Regions from separate parts of the Mus musculus genome. Here regions 1, 2, 3 and 5 are each linked to region 4. A link is a contact called in public HiChIP or PLAC-seq and promoter capture Hi-C data. All regions are on one chromosome and are shown on one strand. The core of a region is the stretch at or near the end of the contact, and the rest is flanking DNA. Distances in the headings are between cores, read along the strand shown. Region 1 overlaps Fbxl18 (F-box and leucine-rich repeat protein 18). Region 2 overlaps Gm52793 (a long non-coding RNA gene). Region 3 has its middle 22 kb from the start of Actb. Region 4 holds the start of Slc29a4 (solute carrier family 29 (nucleoside transporters), member 4). Region 5 holds the start of Papolb (poly (A) polymerase beta (testis specific)).

What was found. Promoter capture Hi-C pulls out the DNA fragments that hold promoters and counts their contacts. HiChIP or PLAC-seq counts read pairs in DNA pulled down with a chosen protein or histone mark. Capture Hi-C pulls out chosen DNA fragments and counts their contacts.
Region 1: a contact with region 4 is called in a promoter capture Hi-C map of hippocampal neurons, with 2.4 times the contacts expected there. The contact joins the enhancer-like site here to the promoter of Slc29a4 in region 4. A contact is called at or near these places in 11 of 39 promoter capture datasets (the 3T3-L1 cell line, the C10 cell line, HPC-7-derived erythroid cells and 5 more), 2 of 15 datasets of contacts at CTCF or cohesin (embryonic stem cells and large pre-B cells), 4 of 484 Hi-C or Micro-C datasets (CD8 T cells, the G1E-ER4 cell line, bone marrow-derived macrophages and 1 more), 11 of 115 datasets of contacts at active chromatin or transcription factors (T-cell acute lymphoblastic leukemia, craniofacial prominence, embryonic basal ganglia and 4 more) and 5 of 9 other capture datasets (adipose tissue, embryonic stem cells, liver and 2 more).
Region 2: a contact with region 4 is called in an H3K4me3 HiChIP or PLAC-seq map of embryonic forebrain, with 3 times the contacts expected there. The contact joins the enhancer-like site here to the promoter of Slc29a4 in region 4. A contact is called at or near these places in 7 of 39 promoter capture datasets (the C10 cell line, HPC-7-derived erythroid cells, cranial neural crest and 3 more), 3 of 15 datasets of contacts at CTCF or cohesin (embryonic stem cells and large pre-B cells), 18 of 484 Hi-C or Micro-C datasets (CD8 T cells, bone marrow-derived macrophages, embryonic stem cells and 2 more), 14 of 115 datasets of contacts at active chromatin or transcription factors (craniofacial prominence, embryonic basal ganglia, embryonic forebrain and 6 more) and 4 of 9 other capture datasets (adipose tissue, embryonic stem cells, liver and 1 more).
Region 3: a contact with region 4 is called in an H3K27ac HiChIP or PLAC-seq map of embryonic stem cells, with 5 read pairs. The contact joins the enhancer-like site here to the promoter of Slc29a4 in region 4. A contact is called at or near these places in 1 of 39 promoter capture datasets (the SN4741 cell line), 1 of 15 datasets of contacts at CTCF or cohesin (large pre-B cells), 2 of 484 Hi-C or Micro-C datasets (differentiating embryonic stem cells and myocytes), 3 of 115 datasets of contacts at active chromatin or transcription factors (embryonic stem cells and pancreatic cancer cells) and 2 of 9 other capture datasets (liver and pancreatic islet).
Region 5: a contact with region 4 is called in a promoter capture Hi-C map of adipose tissue. The contact joins the promoter of Papolb here to the promoter of Slc29a4 in region 4. A contact is called at or near these places in 6 of 39 promoter capture datasets (the HPC-7 cell line, HPC-7-derived erythroid cells, frontonasal cranial neural crest and 4 more), 1 of 15 datasets of contacts at CTCF or cohesin (pro-B cells), 2 of 484 Hi-C or Micro-C datasets (embryonic stem cells and epidermal suprabasal cells), 3 of 115 datasets of contacts at active chromatin or transcription factors (embryonic forebrain and embryonic stem cells) and 4 of 9 other capture datasets (adipose tissue, embryonic stem cells, liver and 1 more).

Annotation. Positions count from the first base shown.
Region 1 is chr5:142,876,143-142,878,842 of GRCm38.p6, reverse strand. It overlaps Fbxl18 (F-box and leucine-rich repeat protein 18), which reads left to right. Exons shown (of 5, transcript NM_001033312.3): 4 at 1-185. Among named protein-coding and RNA genes, the nearest start is that of Fbxl18, 18 kb to the left of the region's middle. Within about 2 kb of position 1,257, at least 59 of the 459 cell types and tissues checked have an H3K27ac peak or open chromatin away from gene starts, as enhancers often do. A contact at or near this core is called in T-cell acute lymphoblastic leukemia, hippocampal neurons and pancreatic cancer cells, where this site is marked.
Region 2 is chr5:142,856,518-142,859,217 of GRCm38.p6, reverse strand. It overlaps Gm52793 (a long non-coding RNA gene), which reads right to left. Exons shown (of 3, transcript XR_003955824.1): 2 at 2,212-2,289. Among named protein-coding and RNA genes, the nearest start is that of Gm52793, 3.6 kb to the right of the region's middle. Within about 2 kb of position 1,282, at least 28 of the 459 cell types and tissues checked have an H3K27ac peak or open chromatin away from gene starts, as enhancers often do. A contact at or near this core is called in embryonic forebrain, forebrain and pancreatic islet, where this site is marked.
Region 3 is chr5:142,927,860-142,930,559 of GRCm38.p6, reverse strand. No RefSeq gene overlaps it. Among named protein-coding and RNA genes, the nearest start is that of Actb, 22 kb to the right of the region's middle. Within about 2 kb of position 1,314, at least 285 of the 459 cell types and tissues checked have an H3K27ac peak or open chromatin away from gene starts, as enhancers often do. A contact at or near this core is called in the SN4741 cell line, differentiating embryonic stem cells, embryonic stem cells and 3 more, where this site is marked.
Region 4 is chr5:142,700,835-142,703,534 of GRCm38.p6, reverse strand. It overlaps Slc29a4 (solute carrier family 29 (nucleoside transporters), member 4), which reads right to left and starts at 1,434. Exons shown (of 11, transcript NM_146257.2): 1 at 1,244-1,434.
Region 5 is chr5:142,528,645-142,531,344 of GRCm38.p6, reverse strand. It overlaps Papolb (poly (A) polymerase beta (testis specific)), which reads left to right and starts at 1,269. Exons shown (of 1, transcript NM_019943.2): 1 at 1,269-2,700. The coding sequence starts at 1,459. The region is part of intron 2 of Radil (Ras association and DIL domains); the gene reads left to right.

The sequences.
Region 1 (2,700 bases), core at 8-2,507, 180 kb before region 4:
TTCTTCCAGGCACTGGGCCAGTGCTCGTCTCTGCAGCGCCTGTGCCTGGTATCTCGCAGCGGCACCCTGCAGCCAGATGCCGTGCTGGCCTTTATGGCCCGTTGCCTGCAGGTCGTCATGTGTCACATGTTCACCGGAGAATCCCTTACCACCTGCAAGAGCCTGCAGCAGTCGCTCCTCCGGAGGTGAGTGGCAAGGCCTGGCAGCTGACCGGGAGGTCTCAGACAGTACTGCTGTCCCCAGGACTCAGTGTCCTCAGCCCGTTACCGACTTTGAGGAGATGGAGCACCAGATTCTAGCAGCATGATCAGAGGGCCTGGCCTGCTGCAGGGGACTAGTTCCCATGGATAGTCTCTGGTCTCAGCCATGGAAGGCTGAGACAGAAAGAGCCCAGGAGTTAGGGCTAGCCTCAGGTACAGAGTTTATCCTGGAGTCTAGAAGCCAAAGTTTGAGTTTACTGTGTCTGATGTGGGCCCAAGAAAGACTTCTTGACCCTTCCTTCCTTCATCCTTGTAAAGGCTGGACTCCCGGCAATTCAGAAGCTGAGGCAGAACTGGGAATTTGGAATACTTGGTGAATTCAAGGCAAGCTTGGCCTATAAGCAAGGCCATTTCAACAAGCAAGTAAGGGGCTGGGAGTTTAGCGTAGTTGGTAGAGTGCTTGCCCAGCTGACACTAAGCCCTGGGTCAGTTCTTACAACATGGGGCTGGAGAGATGACTCAGAAGTCATCTTACTGCAGCTGGGACATGCCAACACGCCAGAGGCAGAGGCTAGCCTGGTCTACAGGTCAAGTTCCAAGACAGCCAAGATAGCCTCTCCTGGCCACTTTGGGCAACTGTGTAGATGTGAGGCATATAAGCTTATGTGAGCTCACATTACATGCACATACATACATACATACATACATACATACATAAACAGATCTCAGTCTCTGTAGTACCACAGATGTGTTAGCACATGCTTATGATCCTAGCACTTGCTGATGGAGGCAGGATTCAAGTCCTCTACTACATAACAAGTTTGAGGCTAGCCTGGGCTACATGAGACCCTGTCTTAAGACAGTGTAAGTAAAGAGAGAGTGGCTGGTCTGAAGAAACCCTCAGGGCAGACGCTGAGGCCTGACCCAGGCCAGCACAAAGCCTTCCTCTCTGCTATTGCTGGCAGCCTCGGGGCTGGGCAAGGCCCTAGAGACTGGCAGAGAGGCTGTTCTGTGGAGGCCTCTGCTGCCGCCTTGCCATCTGCAGGGTGGTGGCTCTGCTGTACACCCCTCCCCCACGGTGACAGCAGCCTTTCTGGGTCTTACAGTCTGCCCAGCTGTGCAGGGCGCTGAGCTGCAGGCGTCCAGCAGGTGGCAGTGTTGCTCTTGGCAGCCAGCCACCCGGTGCCCAGGGTGTCTGTGAAAAGTAACCGTACTGTCTGTCGTCTTTCCTGAAGCTTCTTTTGTTTGCTTAGCTTAAGAACTTTTTTTAGACAGGGTTTTTGTAGCTCAGGCTGCCCTTGAGCCCACTGTGATGCTGGACACGACCTTCCCCTCCGTATCCTCCCGCCTCCATCTCCTGAGTGCTGAAGTTATAGGTATAGAGCACTTTTGGAGTAGCCCAGGCTGGCCTTAAATTTGTGGCAATCCTCCTGCCTCAGCCACAATCCTCCTAGCACCTCACCCAGCAGGGTAGATGGAGCTCTCAGCCAGCAAGACTGGGGTCCCTTCCTCCCTGCACTGCACTGTCGGTTCCTGGCAGGATTATGCTTCGTGTCTGTCCCCGTGCCAGGCTGTACTCGTGCCTCAGGTCCCTGGGCAGTTGAGTTGCATCTTTCTCACCTTCCTTAACTGGCTCGGGGGCTTCATGTTGTGGGGTTGGATTTGGCTTCTCCCACCTCACAGGATGTATCTGTATTTAGGTTGCCTGTGTCTAATGCCTGCACAGTGTGGTGACTACATTTGTCCTTCAGGTTTTGTGTCCTGTGTCTGCCTGTCTGTCTGTCTCTCTCTTTTGAGTCTCAAGTAGCCCAGACTAGCCACTAACACGGAGAAGAATAATCAGAATAAACGTAACCTTCTGATGCCCGCTCGCTACTTCTCAGGTCTTGTCGTTACAGGCATACACTGCCACGTTAGATTTATGCCATGCTGGGGCCCGGAAGCGTCAGGCAAATAGTCTGCTGGCTGAGCCACGTCTCAGCCTTGGGGTTTCCTGCTTCTTGGTGCCATTCTGGGCATTGACATCTCAACCCTCCCCAGTACCAGGATGAGCTGCGTGTGTCCCCATGCCAGCTCCTTTTCTCTCCTGTTGCACCATGCAGCCCACTGGATGTGGGGCTGTGTTCTTCTGCAAGTCCTTCCCCTATTTGGGCTTCTTTGGCCTCATATGAGGTCTGAATTCAGCTCCTGGGGTCCAGACTCAGTGACAGAGGTTCCTGGTGGACCTTGGGGGTTAGTGGCCTCCCAGGCTGGTGAGCAGGGACTATCAGAGTTCCGCTTTACCCAGTGCCCACACATCTCTGCACCGCACCGGTCCAGTTTCCCATCTTCCCTAGAAACTTGTGCTGGTCTACCTGATGCATGGTTGCCTTGCCTGCTGCTGTCTGCCCACAGTGCTGTTGCGTCAGGGTCTGGGCCATGCACTTGGCTGTCTGATAAGCCCACCCTGGACTTCTCTCTCTCACCCCCACTTCAGACTCGGCAGGGAAGGATCCCTCAT
Region 2 (2,700 bases), core at 33-2,532, 160 kb before region 4:
TTGCCTAAAATCCCCCAGTGAGGGGCTGGAGGTGTGACTCAGTGGTAGAGCCCCTGCCTAGAATCCCTCAGTGAGGGGCTGAGGTGTGACTCAGTGGTAGAGCCCCTGCCTAAAATCCCCCAGTGAGGGGCTGGAGGTGTGACTCAGTGGTGGAGCCCCTGCCTAGAGTCCCCCAGTGAGGGGCTGGGGCGTGGCTCAGTGGTAGAGCCCCTGCCTAGAATCCCCCAGTGAGGGGCTGGGGTGTGGCTCAGTGGTAGAACCCCTGCCTAGACTCCCCCAGTGAGGGGCTGGGGTCATGGCTCAGCAATAGAGTGCTTTTCTAGCATGCACAAAGTTCTGGGTTTGGACACCAATAAATCCAGCAGTTGCAGACACAGACACAAACAAACAAACAAACAAGCAAATAAATTTAAAGAAAAAGAAGGGGGGGAGAGGGGGGGGGAGAGGGGGGGGAGGCGGCAAGCAGGGTTTGGGGCCTGAGAGGCTGGAGGTTTATGCAAGGATGGTGGACTGGCCCTTGTCAGATGAGAGTTGCTGTCAGTCCATACCATGAGAACTGTAAATCTATTCCACTTTTGTTTCTTTGTGACAGGATCTTGTTATGTAGCCCAGGCTGACCTTCAGGCTGACCTTGAACTTCAGATCTTCCTGCCTCAGCTTCTTTAGTGCTGGCATTACATGCTTATGCTCAGAAAGACCTCTCTCTCTCTGTATCTGTCTGTCTGTCTGTCTCTGTCTCTGCTCTCTCTCTCTGAGGACTCACTATGTAGCCCTGACTAGCCTAAAACTCACAGAGACCCTCCTGTCTCTGCTTTCCAGACGCTGAGATTCCCAACACCGCCATACCTTGTCTGTCATTTTTTTTTTTTTAGCGAACGAACATATATTTATTATAAAATGAGAAAACTCTTAAGAATAAGCGGGGCTTCACCGTCTTCCCACACTCAGGCTCTTCTCTTGGACCGCAAACACCATGAGCAACAACCTACTGGGTGGAGCAAGGCCGGGGGAAGCTGTTTTCCTCCCGAGAGCCAACAGAACACACTAGGCGTCTAGGGCCCCTCTCCCCAGAACGCGCCTCGCTCCGTTGCTCTGGCAACCAGCGCCTCTTTATCAAACTGCGGAGAAAACCCTGAAGGCCCCACCTGTTCTCCAGTTTGTGATTTAGAGCTTTGGGTGTTTTTAATTGTAGGAAAACCGAAATGAGCAGGGCTCGCTCCCTCTGCATGGGCAAGATAAAGCCTCAATCTGCCAGAGCGCTGTCTGCTGGAAAGAAATCTCTTTCAATTTGCGGGCGACTTTCCAGCGAGGCTCTGGTGGCAGCGAGCAAGCTGGCAGTGCATGTGGTGACACACTCAGATAGAGGCTCTGCCATTTCAGGGGAGGGGGAACCTATCCCCATTAGGGAAGGCTGGGTCCTGGCCAGCCAGGTACATCTGGGATGGCATTCTACCAGGCTGGGAACCTAGAGATCCGAGGAGTGAGGCTCAAGGCTCCCACCGTGTGTCCCTCTGCTCCTTCTGACCCCTAACCTTTCTCCTGGCCACTCCACCCTGGCACTGCAGGTCCAGAGCTTGAATAGCATGGGATGGTGCAGGCTTTTAACCTCAGCGTGTCAGAGGCAGAAACAGGTGGACCTCTTGTGAGTTCAAGGGCAACCTGGTCTACGACGTAGTGAATTCTGAATTTCTGGGCCAGCCCAGGCTAAATATGAAGCCCTGTCATAAAAATGAATGAGTGGATAAATAAATAAGATGCAGCCTGGGGGGCTAGTAAGATGGCTTAGCAGGTAAAGGTGATTGCTGCCAAGCATGGTAACCTGAGTTTGAACCTCAGGACCCACAGAGTGGAAGAAGGAGAACTCTTTTTCTGACCCCTAAACACATTCTCTTTGTTTTGTTTTGTTCTGTTTTGGAGACAGAGTTTCTTTTTGTAGCCCTGGCTGGCCTAAGACTCACCCTGTAGACCAGGCTGGCCTTGAACTCACTGAGATCCACCTGCCTCTGCCCCTGCAGCGCTGAGATTGAAGGTATGTGCCACTACCGCCCAGCTCTCCACACACATTCTGTGGCAGGCATGTGCCCACATATGGACAGACATACCCCTACACACACACACACACACACACACACACACACACACACACACACACACACACACGAGCGCACAAATTCACTTAACATAATAATAAAAGTGTGAAATACAACTCACCTCTACCTGACACTGGTCCCACCTGACTCCTGAGGTGTTCTGTTTGCTGCCTGGAATCTCTGCATCAACTCCGGACCCCTGCATCAAGATACATTTGTTTGCAAAATACAGAAAGCCTAGCTCAAAGGTTTGATTTGATGCTCGGTTGGTAAAGTGCTTGCCCACCCATCTGTAACCCTAGGTCCAGGGGATTCAGCACCCTCTTCTGGCCTCCACAGGAAACTACACTCATGTGAACACACATATGTATACACACACACACACACACACACCAAAAACAAAACCAAGGGAGCTGGAGAGATGGCTTATTAATTAAAGGCACTGGATGCTTCTTCAAGGGATGTGGGTTCAGTTCCCACATAGTGGCTCACCATCAGCGCTGTTTAGCTCTTTGGGGATCCAGCGCCCTCTTCTGGCCTACCTGGACATTGCATACACATGCTACACATACATGTGAGCAAAACAGGCATACACATAAAAAATAATCAA
Region 3 (2,700 bases), core at 65-2,564, 230 kb before region 4:
CTATGGAAAAGTACAGATCTGAAGGAATACAAGCATGGTGCCCACAGACCAACTGTTTCTTCCCCAGCTAAAAGCACTGACAGCATTCAATTCCCAGCATCCCCATGGTGGCTCACAACTGTCTGTAGCTCCAGCTCGAGTGCCTTCTTCTGGCCTCGAAGGCACCGTCTGCACCTGGTACACAGACACTCATATAGACAAAAACACCCATGCCCATTAAAAATTAATATTTTTTTTTAAAAGATTTATTTATTTATTATATGTAAAGTACACTGTAGCTGTCTTCAGACACTCCAGAAGAGGGTGTCAGATCTCGTTACAGATGGTTGTGAGCCACCATGTGGTTGCTGGGATTTGAACTCTGGACCTTTGGAAGAGCAGTCGGGTACTCTTACCAACTGAGCCATCTCACCAGCCCGAATATTTTTTTTAAAAATCCAAAAATCCAAACAGGTCAGTGCCTACCTGGATACAGAACAGGTTCGGGCCAGCCTGGGCAACATATTGAAATCCTGTCTCAATATAAATGGTTAAGAAAATAATAAAATAAGTCATGCATTATGGGGCAGAGCTTTAATTCCAGTACTCGGGAGGCAGAGGCAGCCAGAGGCCTGCCTGGTTTATGTGGCTCTTGGAAGGTGGAGACTGCAGAATGACTTCAAGGCCCAGCTGTATACTGTTTATGCCAGCGCTCCAGAAGCAGGTAGATTTCTGAGTTTGAAGCCAGCCTGGTTTACAGAGTGAGTTCTAAACCAGCCAAAGCTACATAGTGAAACCCCGTCTCAAAAAAAAAAAAAAAAAAAAAACAAGAAAGAAAGGGTTCAAGGCCAGCCTGACGACCTACACAAGATCTTATTTCAAAGAAATACAGTCTAGAACATTCAGAGGGGGAGCACTGGGCTAGCACGGATGAGGTACTTGCTCCAACACCAACAAACAATGCTCTCCTAACCTCTTTATCCAAGCTCCCTCCCAGCTCCAGGGTAACAGCTGTGCCTTCTGGAAGCCCTTCATGCATTCCTAAGCCCAAAGTAATGGCTTACTCTTGAGATTCCAGCACTCCGAGGCTAAGGCAGGCTAGCCTGGGCTATCTGAGATTCCCTGCCTTCACCCAACCCCCACCCCATCCCCACTTTCTCAAACACAAGCCCGGGTGTGTGCCCGCGGACCCTTAGCGGTCCCCTCTGCAGGGCGCCGGCACCGCGGATCCCCTTAGGGGAATCGGAGCCATTTCGAAAGGCAGGACCACACCTCACATCCCCTGCGGGCTTCGCTCTCGAAACGGGAAGTCGGCGGAGGAAGTCGCGCGGGCAGCCGCCGGCCGCCGCCGCATGACTAAGTTTGGCGCGACTTGCGCTCCTTGCCTTTTATGGACGACTCGTGGGCAGCGGCCGCGGGCGGGGATCAGAGGGAGGGGACACCCCAGCCCCCCAACCCTGCCAAACCCCAGTTCCCACTACAAACCCAGCTGTGCACCGCTCTCCCCATCTGCAGGCCAGGCCCCTCCCTCCTTGAAGTACAGAAATGGAAACTGAGGCTCTGAGCTTAGATGGAGAGCGGCTCAGGGTCCTGCATAGTACTTGAGGCCAAAGGACAGCCAAGGGCCCCAGCTCTCCAGCCCCTTGGCCTGGTTGGATGACTGACATTCCCAAGGCGGGTGGGGAGGGAGGCAGGACAGAGCTTCTTTAGAGAATTGAACCTAGGGCCTAGAACATTCCACCAGGCTGTAGCCACAGCCTTGCTTTTTCTTTTCTTCTTTTTTAAAAATTGTATTTATGGGGGACTTTTGGGATAGCATTGGAAATGTCATTGATGAAGATACGTAATAAAAAAAATTGTATTTATGGCCTGGCATGGTGACACTGACCTTCCAGCAACTGGAGAGGCATTGGCAGGCAGATCTCTGTGAGTTCGAAGCCAGCCTGGTCATAGTGAGTTCCAGGACAACCAGGGCTACCTACTGAAACTCTCTCAAAACCAAAAAAACCAACAATAACCAACAACAGCTATTTGCATGGCATTCTCTTTATTATTATTATTATTATTATTATTATATTAGACAAAGTCTCACTGTATATTCTTGGCTAGCTTTGAAATCACAGAGATCTGTTTGCCTCTGTCTCCCTGAGTGCTGGGATTAAAGCCCTGTGCCACACACACTCCTAGCTAAGATTTATTGATTTATTTATTTAGTGGTTTTGGAGTGATATAGGGTCTCATTGTGTAGACCTGGCTGGCCTAGAACTCACAGACATCTATAGCAAAGGTGTGTGGCATGGAGTGGTGGTGCACATCTGGCAATTCATTTTGTTTGACTATGTGTATGAGTGTGTGTTTGTAGGTGGGTATGTGCATGTAACTGTTGGTGCCCATGGGAGCCAGACATATAGGATCCCCTGGAATTAGAGTCACAGGCAGTTGGGAGCCACCAGACATGGGTGCTGGGAGTCAAACACAGGACCCCTGTGAGATCAGCAAGTGCTCCTAACCACTGAGCCACCTCTCCAGCCCCTATCAGTCATTTGTTTTTGAGATTGGGTTTCACATAGCCCAGGCTTCCCTCTGCCTCCCTATGGAGGCAAGGATGACCACTAATTTCTGGTCCTTCTGCCTTCACCTTCCAAATGCTGGCATTACTGACAGGTATCGTCATATCCGGTTTACGCTACCCTGCGCTGAGGGTCTGAGTCCCACATCTCA
Region 4 (2,700 bases), core at 185-2,684:
AGCATTGTGGATGATACAGGACATTTATTTAGTTTTCAGACCATCCTTGGCACCAAACACCCACCTAGAGGGTGAGAGAGTACTTCACAAAGAGGGACTGGGTGGTTGCTAGGAAAAATTTAGCTACGCACACTTGGCGTTTTAATAGTGATGCAAGCCACCCCTAAGTACCCTGTGGGTCAAAGAGGGCTCCGAGCTCTCAGTAGTCCTGTAAAACTAGGCACACAACACCAGTCTGAAGAAGAGATAACCAAAAAGGCAGAGGAGGGCCAAACCCACAGCCAGACAGCTCTAACTGAACCCTGACCCGGCTGACCACCACTGGCCTCTCTCAGATGCTGTAGGGATTGTCTCTCAGGCTGCTTGCCCCACATGTGCAGTCGGCAGAAGAGGCAGAAAAATTACATTTCACTTGGAAAGCCAGCCTGCTCAACCTCCTCGGGCCTTGAACTTCTGGCTCCAGCCACAAGTCTTGTTTACTAAGATGCCCTTGGATGCCCCTGTCCCGTGCCCAGACGTTGTTTAGGGAGTCTCCCTCAGCATCCTAAGGCTCCACTCCCCGCTGCAGGATTGTGGGTTTTGAGCTACTTTGGGCAGCTCCTCTGAGTGCCAGGGGACAGATGACTGTAACATCAATGCCACAGACTGGTCAAGGCCTGGGATGCCCGCAGGGCAGAGGGGTAGCCCAGGCCCATCTCTCTCCATGCTTTAGGTTCCTGCACAGTCCGGACACTAGCAGACCTTGATGTTTCTTCCGCAGGAAGCACTAGCAGTATCAAACTTGGACCCCGGCCCACAGGGCCACCAGCAAAGAGAGACTTCAGGGGCAACTCGGAGGTCGTGACCCAGTGCCCAGGCCCCGCCTCTGTCATAACCTTTTTCAAAACTAGAAGGAAGCTGGCTGGGCAGAAGGGCGTGATGGAAGGAGATGGGTCCGGAAGGAACTTCAGGTGCAAGGTCCCCTGAGGTGTGACCAAGGGAGGACATAATGCCGTGATCCGGCTCGGCCAAGGCCACCCGCGTCTGTCCCCTTCTAGAGCCTGCGTCCCGCCCTCGCAGCTCGGATGCAGGGGATCTTGCACTGTGCGAGGGTACCCATCCTCCCCGGACAAGGGGTGCGGCAACCATCCGGTGCCTGGGAGGGCGGAAGGGAGAGGCGGCGCGACTGGGGCCGCGCGCCGCAGACAAAGGCTCCGACAGGTCCCCGCCGGCGTCTCCCTGCCACCTCCGTGGCGACACTCACCTCGGGCGGCCCCAGGCTGGGATCCTCGCTGCCTGCCTGCCGCCCGCGCCCGGACCCTTTGCGCTGTGCCCCGCTTCTCGAGGCTTGGGACCGGGCGCGGCGGGCGTCCTGCTCGGTGTCCCGGTCCGCGGGCCCGGGTCCGTGAGCGCGTGCTGGGGGCGCAGCAGCTGCAGCGAGCTAGCCCGGCCCACGCCCCGCCCGCCCTCCTAGCTCCGCCCTCCTAGCTCCGCCCACCGCGTGACTCCGCCCAAGTCCCGCCTCCAACCACACTTTTCACCATCCAGATGCCCCGCCCACCCTCGTGGCCCCGCCCCTCACACCCCGCCCACTCCACAGGGCTCCACCCAGGTCCGGCCTCCAGTGGGGCCTACGGCCACTCAGTCTCCCAGTCTCCCTGCCCACGCTACATCCACTCTGTATAAATCCGCCCCTAAACCCCTCTTTCTCTCCTATACACTCCGCCCAATCTCTACCTGCGCTCTCCGCCCCTGGCCCTACCCAGTCTTTACCATATTCCCCGCCCCATTTTCTTTACCTATGCTCCACTCACTCTATATGACCCCGCCTCTGGCTCCGCCTCTGAACTGCCCACTCTAATGCCCCCAAGCCTCTTTGCTGTCTTCACCCTCGTTCCTTCTGTGCCCTTAGCCAGCCCCAACCCAGACCACAGAGCCTGCCCCCTTTCCCTGCCTTCCTCTCCGCTGGCCCTAGCCTCACCTCTATTCTTTCTTCACCCCTATTCCTTCCCCGCTTCCCTTGATGCGTGCTGGGCCCTTCTTCCATCCCCCTCTTCCCCTGCTCCTACTTCATTTGCCTAGTTCCACCCCCATTATTCCCACATGCTCCACTCTCCTCCTCTGGGCCCACTTCGTCCCACCTACCTGGCCTCACCTCTAGCCCTCATACATGACTTCTTATTCACTACCTGCTAGCTCCGCCCCATCACTTCCCTGTGCCACGCCCCCATGGCCCCTCCCACAGCCTTCACACCAGCCCTGCCTCTCTGCCCCGCCTCCCACTCCCATGCTTGTTTCCCCCACACTACCACTCCCCGACGGCGTGGACTCATCCTATGCTGGACCGTGGCTTTCAGCATAAGCGCTGCCTCTACCCATTCACACTCCACTTGTCTTTGCCCACTTCTCTCCACTCTCAGGTTACAGTATCTGACAGTCTAGCATACAGGAAGGTTTGGTGTCTTAGCTGGCCGTCCTCACTTCTCAGTCCCTTCACGATTCTTGCCAGGCTTAGTCTCCTGGAGCTCTAGGTGATCTGCGACAATCTGGGGCTGGCACTGATTGCTTCAGTAGGGCCTATTCTGACCCTGGTCCTGGCCACATGCCCCATGGGGGCCATAAAGATAAGACCAGGAATTAAGTGGGAACAGTACCCTAAGTCCTTACAAACTGGGACCTGTTAATGGGGGCCAGGAGTCTTCAGGACCGAGGCACAGAGAG
Region 5 (2,700 bases), core at 20-2,519, 170 kb after region 4:
ATTATGTGTAAGCATGTGCCATCAGAGGCCAGAGGTATCATAGGGAACCAATCTCCTATCCTGGAAAAGCAACAGTGGTGCCTTCTCCTCCTCCCATCCTTCTTCTGAGCCACCTTTCCAGCCCTGGGAAGAGATTCTTAATGAGGAATTACCTAGATCCAGTAGACTTGTGGGTGTGTCTGTAGGGGACTGTCCTGAGTGTTCATTTACACAGGAGATCCAGCCCATTGTGGGCATTCCCGTCCTTAGGCAAGGGACCCTGGACTGTATAAACAGGAGAAATAGATAGATGGATGACAGGAAGCAGGCATGGGTACATTTGTTCTCACTGCTCTTGACTGAGTGTGATGTGGCTAGATATCTTAAGTTCTTCTCACCTTCCCTGTAACTGACGGTAACCTGGAATTGTAAGCCAAATAAACCCTTTACCCCTAAGTTGTGTTTTCGTTTGTTTTTTTTTTTGTCAGCAACAGGAGTGAAACTGGAACAATTATGCTACCAGTAACACAAAGGTAAGTATTTAAAAGAATATGTAAGTTGGTTCTCTCAGTGGTAGTGTGTGAGGCGCTTGGATCCCAATACCACAAAAGCAAAGAGTGCACTTCAGTGGTGCTTCAACTGCACACTATATATAACTTAAGTGAGAATGGAGAAGTGGGAGATCTGGCGTCACCCAGGAACAAGCACAGATCTGGAGCACGGGAAGAATGGGAAGGTTTATCCTGTATCCAAACGAAGAGAACAAAGAGAATGTCGGGAAGAGCATATTCCAAGCATAGGCGTGGGAATCTTCTAGAGGCCACAAAATAAAAAGGACTTCTTGCTCTGATGCAGGAAATCCAGCGCGCCCTTGTAAATTGAGTATATTCACCTTGCACGCACGCACACAGCAGTGGAACTGTGGGATACTGAGAACAGAAATCTGAGTATGGGCTGGCAGAAGACGACGAAAGGGCCATAGTTTTGGCTTGATGGTAACTTCTCAGCAGGAGCCAGGGAAAGTAGAAGCCACCCCAAGAAGTGACACCAGGCCTGATGAGAGCACCACTGTCGCCCTGGGCCTAGCTGGAGCATCCTCTGGAACCTGCTTGGGGATAGAGGACAGTGCATTGTCCCTCAAGAGAGACTTCTCAGAACCGGGCAGGCCGGGCCGGGATGGAGCTCTTCCGGAAGCCTTCTAGCGCGAGAATTTCCTCCAATCTCGTGAGAGCGGCAGCGGCATCGGCCGGTGCGTGCGTGTGCCGTCGGTTCTGGAACGCGACCGCTGAGGAGCCCGGCGCCATGTTGGCCCGGAGGGATACCAGGGGAAGCGCTTGAGGCGGCGGGCTCGGAGCGGAGCGGGGGCCGACAGGGCCGGCCGGCAGGAGCCCGCCCCTCGCGCCTTCGGATCATGAGCCGAGCAGAGGCCGTCGAGGTCGCGGTGGCGGGGCAGGTGCCCTGGCGGCGCGGGAGCTAGAGATGATGCCATTTGCGGTGACCACCCAAGGAGCACAACAACCGGCTCCCGCCCCGAAGCAGTTCGGCATATCGTCCCCCATCAGCCTGGCCGCCCCCAAGGACACAGACCGCGAACTCACCCAGAAGCTGATCGAGACCCTCCAGCCCTTCGGGGTGTTTGAAGAGGAAGAGGAACTGCAGCGCAGGATTTTAATTTTGCAGAAATTAAATAATCTGGTGAAGGAATGGATCCGAGAAATCAGTGAAAGCAGGAATCTTCCACAAGCTGTAATTGAGAATGTTGGGGGGAAAATTTTTACGTTCGGCTCTTACCGATTAGGAGTACACACGAAAGGTGCAGATATCGATGCTTTGTGCGTTGCACCAAGACACGTGGATCGAAATGACTTTTTCACCTCCTTCTATGACAAATTGAAACTACAAGAGGAAGTAAAAGATTTAAGAGCTGTTGAGGAGGCCTTTGTGCCGGTTATCAAACTGTGTTTTGATGGAATAGAGATTGATATTTTGTTTGCAAGATTAGCATTGCAGACTATTCCAGAAGATTTGGACCTACGAGATGATAGTCTGCTTAAAAATTTAGATATTAGGTGCATAAGAAGCCTTAACGGTTGCCGGGTAACTGATGAGATTTTACATCTAGTACCAAACATTGACAGCTTCAGGTTAACACTGAGAGCCATCAAATTATGGGCCAAATGCCACAACATCTATTCCAATATATTGGGTTTCCTTGGAGGTGTTTCCTGGGCTATGCTAGTAGCAAGAACTTGCCAGCTTTACCCAAATGCAATAGCATCCACTCTTGTGCGAAAATTTTTCTTGGTGTTTTCTGAGTGGGAATGGCCAAATCCAGTGTTGTTAAAAGAACCAGAAGAACGAAATCTTAACTTGCCTGTATGGGACCCAAGAGTGAATCCTAGTGACAGGTACCATCTTATGCCTATAATTACACCAGCATACCCACAGCAGAACTCCACGTACAATGTGTCTGTTTCGACCAGGATGGTCATGATTGAGGAGTTTAAACAAGGACTTGCTATCACACATGAAATTCTGCTGAATAAGGCAGAATGGTCCAAACTTTTTGAAGCTCCAAGCTTTTTTCAAAAATACAAGCATTATATTGTACTTCTGGCAAGTGCGCCAACAGAGAAACAACATTTAGAGTGGGTGGGCTTGGTGGAATCAAAGATCCGAATCCTGGTTGGGAGCCTGGAAAAGAATGAGTTCATTACTCTG